Linked DNA regions of Danio rerio: region 1 is linked to region 2. Evidence: chromatin contacts called from public Micro-C data. All regions are on one chromosome and are shown on one strand. Each heading gives the region's core, a stretch centred on a gene start, on an enhancer-like site or on the middle of the called end of the contact. The rest is flanking DNA. Distances are from core to core; before and after follow the strand shown. Region 1 overlaps ttc39a (tetratricopeptide repeat domain 39A). Region 2 overlaps rnf11b (ring finger protein 11b).

The links. Hi-C and Micro-C count contacts between places; a contact is called where the count stands out from the background.
Region 1: a contact with region 2 is called in a Micro-C map of caudal fin, with 2.9 times the contacts expected there. The contact joins two enhancer-like sites. A contact is called at or near these places in 2 of 18 Hi-C or Micro-C datasets (caudal fin and an unstated tissue) and 1 of 4 datasets of contacts at active chromatin or transcription factors (caudal fin).

The regions. Positions count from the first base shown.
Region 1 is chr8:18,265,241-18,269,927 of GRCz12tu, reverse strand. ttc39a (tetratricopeptide repeat domain 39A) reads left to right here. Exons shown (of 21, transcript XR_012384188.1): 6 at 2,684-2,727; 7 at 3,378-3,445; 8 at 3,557-3,621. Among named protein-coding and RNA genes, the nearest start is that of rnf11b, 23 kb to the right of the region's middle. Within about 2 kb of position 1,252, at least 16 of the 62 cell types and tissues checked have an H3K27ac peak or open chromatin away from gene starts, as enhancers often do. A contact at or near this core is called in caudal fin, where this site is marked.
Region 2 is chr8:18,227,157-18,231,471 of GRCz12tu, reverse strand. The region is part of intron 1 of rnf11b (ring finger protein 11b); the gene reads left to right. Among named protein-coding and RNA genes, the nearest start is that of rnf11b, 15 kb to the left of the region's middle. Within about 2 kb of position 2,866, at least 24 of the 62 cell types and tissues checked have an H3K27ac peak or open chromatin away from gene starts, as enhancers often do. A contact at or near this core is called in caudal fin, where this site is marked.

The DNA of each region.
Region 1 (4,687 bases), core at 3-2,502, 40 kb before region 2:
ATATATATGTGTATGTATATATATGTGTGTGTGTGTGTGTGTGTGTGTGTGTGTGTGTGTGTGTGTGTGTGTGTGTGTGTGTGTGTGTGTGTGTGTGTGTGTGTGTGTGTGTGTGTGTGTGTGTGTGTGTGTGTGTGTGTGTATATATATATATATATATATATATATGTGTATATATGTATATGTATGTATATATATATCCTTTTTTTTAAGCAGCAGCCACTGCTTTGGTTCTAATTATTGTCAGACACGTGATAATCCTTTCATTTTCACACACATTATGTTTTTTTACCTGCTTTCTTTTGCTTACAGTTATTTTGTTAATATAGTTTAATTATCATCCTTTACAATAACATTGCTTTAAAATGAGATATAAATAACTATTAATAACTTCTCATTTATGTGTAGTAACTGCTGATCTGGGACCTTTAGTCAGGACATATTACTGTGCTTATTGTAGATACATGACACTAGATCTTTTTAAATGTCAATTAAAAAAAAAAAAGGTTTTGTTGAATAAAAAGTGCATGTATGCAGCTGTATTTTGCTTGTTTTGACACATTTAAAATGTGTGGCTAAGAAATAGTTATTTCTTTCTTTTTGGTGTGGTCAAAGATACATTTGGTAAATCCTTAATTTTGAGCCCTAAAAAAGTCATGTGAAATAAAAACTAATTGCCATGCGACGCAACCCATTTGCTCATGCACAGTGAGCAAGCTCATACACAACACACACAAACAGTGAAATAAATGAGGAGGCATGTGGCCATAACATAACATCTAAATCAAGTGATCTTAGCATGTCAGTCACATTTATTCATATAAAATATATTTTCCAAACAACAAAATTGTGGCTAGTGAAAATGGCTAGTGGCTAGTAATGTTGGAAAACTACTAGCCACAGTGGCTGGTGATCAAAAAAGTTAATGTCAAGTCCTGGTGATATTTGTTTTACCCTATTCACCTCCTGTGTCTTGAGTTTATTACATACAGTATCATACTATTATATATCTATACAGAGCTTGTATTCCTTTTTAAGACCAAATCACTACTCCTGGTATTCATGAACCATTTTTGCATTCCTCTTGGTTATGTCATTTGTATTAGTGACGTAATGCCAGAATTTAGCCGTGGCTGTCACCACATCCCAGATGGCAGAGGAATTTCAGAGACCCACGACACACTGTGTTGAAGGGGTGTGACAGTCTGGTCTTTTCCCTCACACACACACACACACACACACACACACACACACACACACACACACACACCCTCTGTGACTCTGCCACGTCATTCAGGCCCTGTGGCTCTGTAACGTCACTGTCAGCTGATCACGCAAAACTCATAGCTGCTCTTCAGCTTTTTATTACAGTGTGCAGGACAGAAAGCCAGTTCAGGGACAATATGTACTGTATATACATCACTGCTTTGATCCTAACTGGTCCAATCAGGTAGATTTGTTGTATTACTGGTATATTAGATTAGATTAAAGTTTATTGTCATTACATATGTACAAGTACAATGCAATGAAATGCAGTTTAGGTCTAACCAGCAGTGCAATAGCAGCAAGTGCAGGATACAGGTATAAGTTATAAAGTGCAGTTACGTATAGATAAACTAGGGTGATATTTATAGATGAATGTACTCTGAACATTATATACAGGTTGTATTAGCTATGAACAGAGATTTACAATAAATGAATATATGTACAGGTTGCTATTAATAATCAGAAGTGTGCAGATAGATAAACATAATTACAAATGTATATGCACAGTGGGTGTGTACATCATTACAAATGCCCATGTGCAGTGGGTATGTACAGTTCAAATAAGTGAATTAGTGCAATTAATATGTGCAAATTTTAAATGTGCAAATGTTAAATAGTGCAGTGATTGGGATGAGTATAAGTTAGAGGAGAGTGGATAAGTTAGAGGAGTATAAGTTAGAGGAGATATACTCCAAACCTTAAAAAAGGATCAATTATTTTACTCAATTGTGTTTCCAATCAATTCGTTCTTTGTTTTTGTTTTCCTGTTTATTTAAATTGCATTAGTCTTCACATATTTGACACCTTTTTGGTCTGTTGAATTATTTTTTTATTTTTTTCTATGAAGCCCCTCCCTCATGGGTAGGCCCACACGAAATCTGCGCGCAGAATTCCGCAGATTTTCAGCCCATCATTGATTCTGTTTATTTACTTGTATAAATTTAAATATATTCAGTTTTTAAATGCATTTCAGTAATATTATTGACTAATATGAAAATATTTATATAATTTATTTGTAACAAATATATGTTTAACTTATATATAATATATATAATATATTACCATCGTAAAGTATTTCCAAGAAAGATGAGAGTTTCAAATGGAGAAACAGAATAATTCTTGTTAGTCCCTCAGGGGCAGACAGAAACCAGACTGCCATTGTCTCTTCCTCTGATTCAACTGCTCTATTTATGTGGCCTCAGGGATACAATGAATCAAGCTGGGCTTTTTGGTATTGGGTCGACTGCAAGTTTGTCTGCTGTAGTGTATCCAGCTTTTACACAGTGAGACTGTAATAGAGAACTCAAGACCAGCCTCAATCAACTGTGCCAACAGTGTGTGTTACCTAGTAACCACTACTGAGGCATCATTGTGTTCTTTTACGACAAGACTGATAAGGATGTGTGTATTATTACAGATACCGCAAAAAGTCTTCATTCAACAGCAAAAACTTCACCGAAGGTTGGTGCCTGTTATATTCATATTTCTCTAAATGACTGGTTGCTATTTAAAAAGATAATTCACCCAAAAATAAAACGATAATCTCCATTTTTTTTTCATTCTCAGCTTTTAGTGTTTATTTTTTCTGTTTTAACACAAAAGATGATGTTTTGAAGAATGTTAGAAACAGGTAACCAGTTATCTGTGACTGTAATAAATAAATAAACAATAATAAATAAATGGCTGCTGGTTCCAACATTCTTCAAAATATCTTCTTCAATGTAAAACATTGTAGGTTTCACATGATTTCTGCATGTTGTCCCAACACGAATGGATTAATTTAACTTGATCGTTTTACAAATTTATATAAATTGAACATAGAATAAATAAGTTGTCTCCCCATAAGTAGTTTAAACAAGCAGCAAAAGTATTTTTTAAGTGTTTTATCTTCAGCAAGAAAAGTGAGCTTGCATAGATTTGGAATAAGTGGAGGGAGCGCAAAAGATGAGGTTTAATTTTTTGGGGGAACTGTCCCTTTAAAAATTATTCCTTTAATATGATGCCGCTGTTTTTGCAAACACTTCCTCTATCCATGATGACCAGATCATGTTTTTTGAAAAGGCTGTGTGTCTGTGACGTAGAGACTGTAAAAGCATTATGTGTGTGTACAGAGGAGCTTCATGCTGAAGTGTGCTATGCCGAATGCCTCCTCCAGAGAGCAGCACTCACTTTCCTTCAGGTCTGTCCTAGTAAAATTCACTTTTACTTCTGGATTTGGCCTGTAGTCAATTATGTGAATGAAACATTTTTGAAGACAATAGGATATACTCTTAACTATGTCTTTCTTAAGGATGAAAATATGATCAGCTTCATAAAGGGAGGAATGAAAGTGAGAAACAGCTATCAAATATACAAGTAAGATTTAATTACAGCTGTGTTGTTATTGTGAAATATATTTTAAAAATGTCGACATTGATTTCGACATTGTGAAAGATGTTGCTTGACTCATTTTATGGGAATACTTGTTTTATAATTGAAATATTGAACATTTATATCCATGATTCATTATATATTATATTAATTACATAAAGATATTCTGTCCCTGTCTGTCTGTCTGTCTGTCTGTCTATCTCTGTATGTTATATATAATTTAATGCAGTAATATACAAATTACAGCTTTTCTCGGTGGCTTTGTTGCATTTCTCACAACACTATTTACATTTGCACAACAGTTAATGGATTTTTCTAAACAATTAGTACAAACTGCAAAACCTAGTTGATAACCTGCAAAAGCGTGTCACTTGCTCAAAATGGATAGGTCATTTCTCAAAAGCAAGTATTGGTGTCACTGAAAGTGTCAGTGTCATCAAGATGAATTGTTTATGAACAAGAATAAAGTCATAAGTCTTTGTCATGTTTTCATTATGACAGTTTACTCTTTTTTTTCTTTTTTTTTTCCCAAAGCAAAAAAGTCAGATTTTGGTGAAACCTTCCTGAAAATGCAAAAAAAAAAAAAAAAGACAGCACTATATACTATTTGACAACAGTACAGTATATTAAACAAACTACAGTAAAGTTAGACATTACTGCATTTAGTGAGGTATCTGAGTACAACACTGAAAATATATGTTTCACATGTTTACTGCTTTTGTTCCCAGCAATTCTAATTTATTCATAGCATTGTGCAAAAGAACAAATACACCCTTATTTATAACAAACATAAGTTTCCTTTGAGTAGAGCTGTGCACAACTGTAAACAATATTGCAGTGCATATTGGAACTTAACTTACAACATATATACATTTACATTTACATTTAGTCATTTAGCAGACGCTTTTATCCAAAGCGACTTACAAATGAGGACAAGGAAGCAATTTACACAACTAAGAGCAACAATGAATAAGTACTATAGGCAAGTTTCAGGTGTGTAAAGTCTAAAAACAGACATAGGACATAGGTCTGTAAATTATTAATGAAATTC
Region 2 (4,315 bases), core at 1,617-4,116:
AATAATGTTTCCAGCACCTTAATGAATCTATGGGACAAATAATTAAGGCAGTTCTGAAGGTGCAGCACTAGCAAGGGTTATCATAAAATGGAAGTGGCCCATGGGAATATGAAGCACACACACATACTGTACCTGTGCGTGTAGGAGTGTTCATGTGTGTTAAAGGAGATCAGGTTTTGTGCTGAGCTGTTATAGACTGTTTCTACACCGCTGACTTGGTAGCACTCAAACAGCTGTTTGTTTAACCTTCGTGCGCTCAGATAAGCGTCCACCTCCTCACTGCTACGACAAAAGAACAAACTCTGTGTTTGTGTGTGTGACAGAAAAAGAAAAGGAGTTGATTGCCTCAGTGCAAAGCAGGTGCAGAAATTGTCTATTCTCATAAGACTGGATGTAAACATGCACTTTGAAAGTTCAGCCTTATATGTATTTAATGAATGTCTTGTAGCTGCTGGGGGGAAATCACAACTTTTTTTTTTTGTAATTGTTTAACATAATTAGACAGTGGGGTGGCATGGTGGCTTAGTGGTTGACAATGTCGCCTCGCTGTACGTTCACACCGAAAGTGACAAGAGCGTCATAGTAGCCGGAAGTCATTAATTTTCAATGGGAACTGGCGGTGAGGAACGGCACATCTTCGCCTGTGTGGGTATCGAGGGGAGTTAAAATCAAGGCTGTTTCTCAAATCCAAGAATACAGAGAACGGACTTGTGTTTTTGTGGAGACCGGTCTTGCCAAGTTACCTCGGTAGAACGAACTCGAGAGACTGGAAGAACAGAGACTACGTCCTCTGAGAAATGAGATGCTGCATTCCTTCCTGGTTCTTCCTGATGGTCACATTAACTTCACACGTTTTAATGGAAAATTTCTTAAACATTACAACATTCATACAACGATTTATTGTTTTCCCCTTTTCACAATATATACTGTTCATAAAGACCTTACAAATATAAGTTGCACAATACAAATAAAACTAATTTTAATATGAATTTCGGCAAATAGACACTCTTGATGTGTTTATGCTTTATTGAAGATTTTCATGGTATCTTTCATCGTTTCATTTAGGGAAACTCCTGAAACAAATAAGTCATATCTCTGAACTTGTATATAAAATACTGTGCTTCCCACCTCCTTCATCAGCCACAATAACTTCTGACTTCTCAAGCAAGTTTTGCGTTCAAATCTGCATCGATGCATCCTCTATCAAGAACACATCCGGAAACTGTCAAACGTCCTCCGTTCTTGCGGTCTTTGAGTTTGGAACTGAACTTTGACAGTTGATGATGACGTTATACGAGAACATGAGGACGCAGGATGGCTGAAGAATGCATATTGAGAAACAGCCCAAGTCAAATTTATGGTAATGAGCTATGATGCAGTTTGGTGGCAGGAAATCGGAATGTAGAAGTCCGCTTGAAAAGAATCCAGAGAACCCAGTTGTGTGAACTTTGGTTCCAACCACAGTTGTTCCCAAGGGTTTGAATATTGTGGCCGCTGGATTTCCTGATGTTTTCTTAAAGGGACTTTTAATTACCTGCGAGTTACTGATGTGTATTAATGTTTATTATTTTAAAGTGGGAATCTCATGCCAACTAAAACGACAGTACAAAACAGTATTGCTGCTTCAGAATATTTCAGACATATGGACATATTGGATAAGTGGAGCAAAGCCACACCACACGCAACAACTTGATCTTCTAAAGTTTAACAAATTTGATAAAAGCCATGCAACATTTTCATGCTATAACTTTTTTTATATGGAATTGTAACTGATTTGCTGATATGCTGCAGCGACCCCTTTAAATACGAGATCAGTGTAGCGAATTTTGTGGCTCTTGCCAATGGATCTGTGAAGGCAGAGTGTTGTCACCAGGGCATCCAGATTCCAGAGTGAACTATGATGCTCTCGCTGCCTTCGATGTGAATGCACAGTTAGAGACAAATTGTCGCTGGATCAAGCATTGACTGGTTCAGTTGGCATTTCTGTGTGGAGTTTGCATGTTCTCCCCATGTTCACAGATGTGTGCTGTTAGGGGTTGTAATAGTAAATTGGGAAAGCTAAATTGTGTTTAGCGTATGGGTGTTTTCCAGTACGGGTTGCAGCTGGAAGGGCATCCCCTGTGTAAAACATGGTAGCTAAGTTGGTGGTTTATTCCTCTGTGGCAACCTCTGAAATAGAGACTAAGCTGGAGGAAAAGGAATAAATGAATAATTAGACATTTTTTTTTAGATTTGTTGTTAAATTTAAGGGTTAAGTAAATTAAAATGTGGCATTTATAAATGCTATATTAAGTCGGAATATAAGAAACTGCATCTAATGTTAATCACACTATTAAAGATCAGGAAATCACTGAACTTGACGGAGTATCCTAAGCTATAATACTACATTTATTTGTGAATCTTCATGTAAAATTCTTGAGCTTATTAAATTTTGATTATGCAATTTCTGTATTATTTATTATTTGAATGTTTCTTTTAAATAGATATATATTGAATATGTAAATTTTGTTTAGCTTGTGTTTATAGAAAAGAGCATAAAAAATCTTATCAACCTCCAAAATTAAATGTGTAGTTTAAAATAAACATGGCATTTATTACTATATTTATTTATTGTTTTTACATACTGTTACTCTTAGTGTGTTGTGCCAAATAAATGTTGCTCTTATTGGATCATTGAAGCAGTTGTTAGTTATGCATCTTAGAAAACATCTTCTCTATAATAAGTCGTGTTAGCTCATGTTTAGTTCTGGAAGCAAATGCTGGGTAATAACAGTAGTGCTGGCAATGCTAGCGTAGCTCATCCTGCTAATGCTCACTGAAGTCTCTGTCCGCTGTGAAGGGTGGATGTGCGTCTGGCTGAGTCATGCTAGCCTGTAGCCTTATTTCGGGCTAATGGAGTGATACATACACACACAGGAATGTGGAGCACTGATGCGTGTTTGTTGTGAAAGCACAGAGTCAACCTTTTGACATTTATTTCTGATGATGATGAAGTCAGTAGGTGACACCGTTATCAGGAATAACTTTGTTTTATGATTCTCTTCTGTTATCTTTGGGGATTTAGAGGCTAGTGTAAATGTTCAGGTTTTGTTTAGTCTGGTGATTCCAGGCAGGGAGTGGTGCTTTTAGGAGAAAGAGCAGAAAACGGATCGCTGGACTGTTCTAGTAATGAGGGCCGGATACTGGACCACATGCTTGGTTTAACACCCAAAGCCTACCAGACCAAACAGAATTCCATGCTCACCAGCTCTGCGTTTTTTCCTCTCTCTTTGCTCCCTTCATCTCATTGTTTCAGGCAGTTTGTTTCTCTAAGCGAATCAAATCTTTCTCTTTTGCACTTGTTTTGGTGCTGGAGTGTCTGATTCTGTTCGACAAAGTGTCTGTAGCTCTGAGCTTTTGTTGTTTATAAGTCTGAATCAGTTTGTTTGTAACCGCTTGAAGGAAATAGGAGTCTGTCCATCACAGGTTTTGACATTCTCAAGTCATTTGTGTTTGATCGTGAGGATTTTTGTTACTCAACATTAAGTTTTGTTTGGCTGCTTTTACACTGCAAAGTCTAATGTGCTGATTTCATTTAATATCTTTTTGTGCTAAAAGTGTATTAACTTGACGATCAAATTAAAGGTCAAATCAGACCTTAAGGCTGTTTATGCTTGCGTGACCCACGGCACTTGCCTTGCGCGTAGTCGTGCATTTATACTTCTGTGCGCTGTTTGTGTTGCTCTGCAATAACACTTTGTTCCTCTGTGTTGTTTCTTTGCGGGTGTTTTGTTTTTTTCTGAACGTCACCATGATGTACAAGTAGCTAAAACTTGCTTATTCTGAGGTGGGAACTGAGGACGGGCAACAACTTTAATCATAAGGTAAACACAAAACATCTGGAGCTCCTTTATGAGACTCGACACTTGTAAACACTTGCTCAATGTGGCTCTTTCAGCACTGCCCACACTCGGCACAGCTACCAAGCCAACCAATCACAGAGCTTTCTCTGTGTGTTGTTGTGATGTGTAGTTACTTTTTTGAGTTGCGTGTCAGCCACGGCGAGGGCTATTTGATATAATGATATGTGCGAGAAGGCTGTGCTGGACTATACGCGTGCGCAGAAGTAAACATCAGCCTTGAGTCGATACTTCTATATTCTCATTTATAGTTTATAGCTTTTCTTGTGTTTTTTAATGCTAAATATTATAGTTAAGAATAAATTTTGAAATTTCAAAGCAAAACTTTAGCTTTATTTTGTCTTTACATATTTGGTTGCATGGCTCTCACACCATCTTAATAATATGGAGGTTAGTGTGTGCTTCATTTTGCCGTT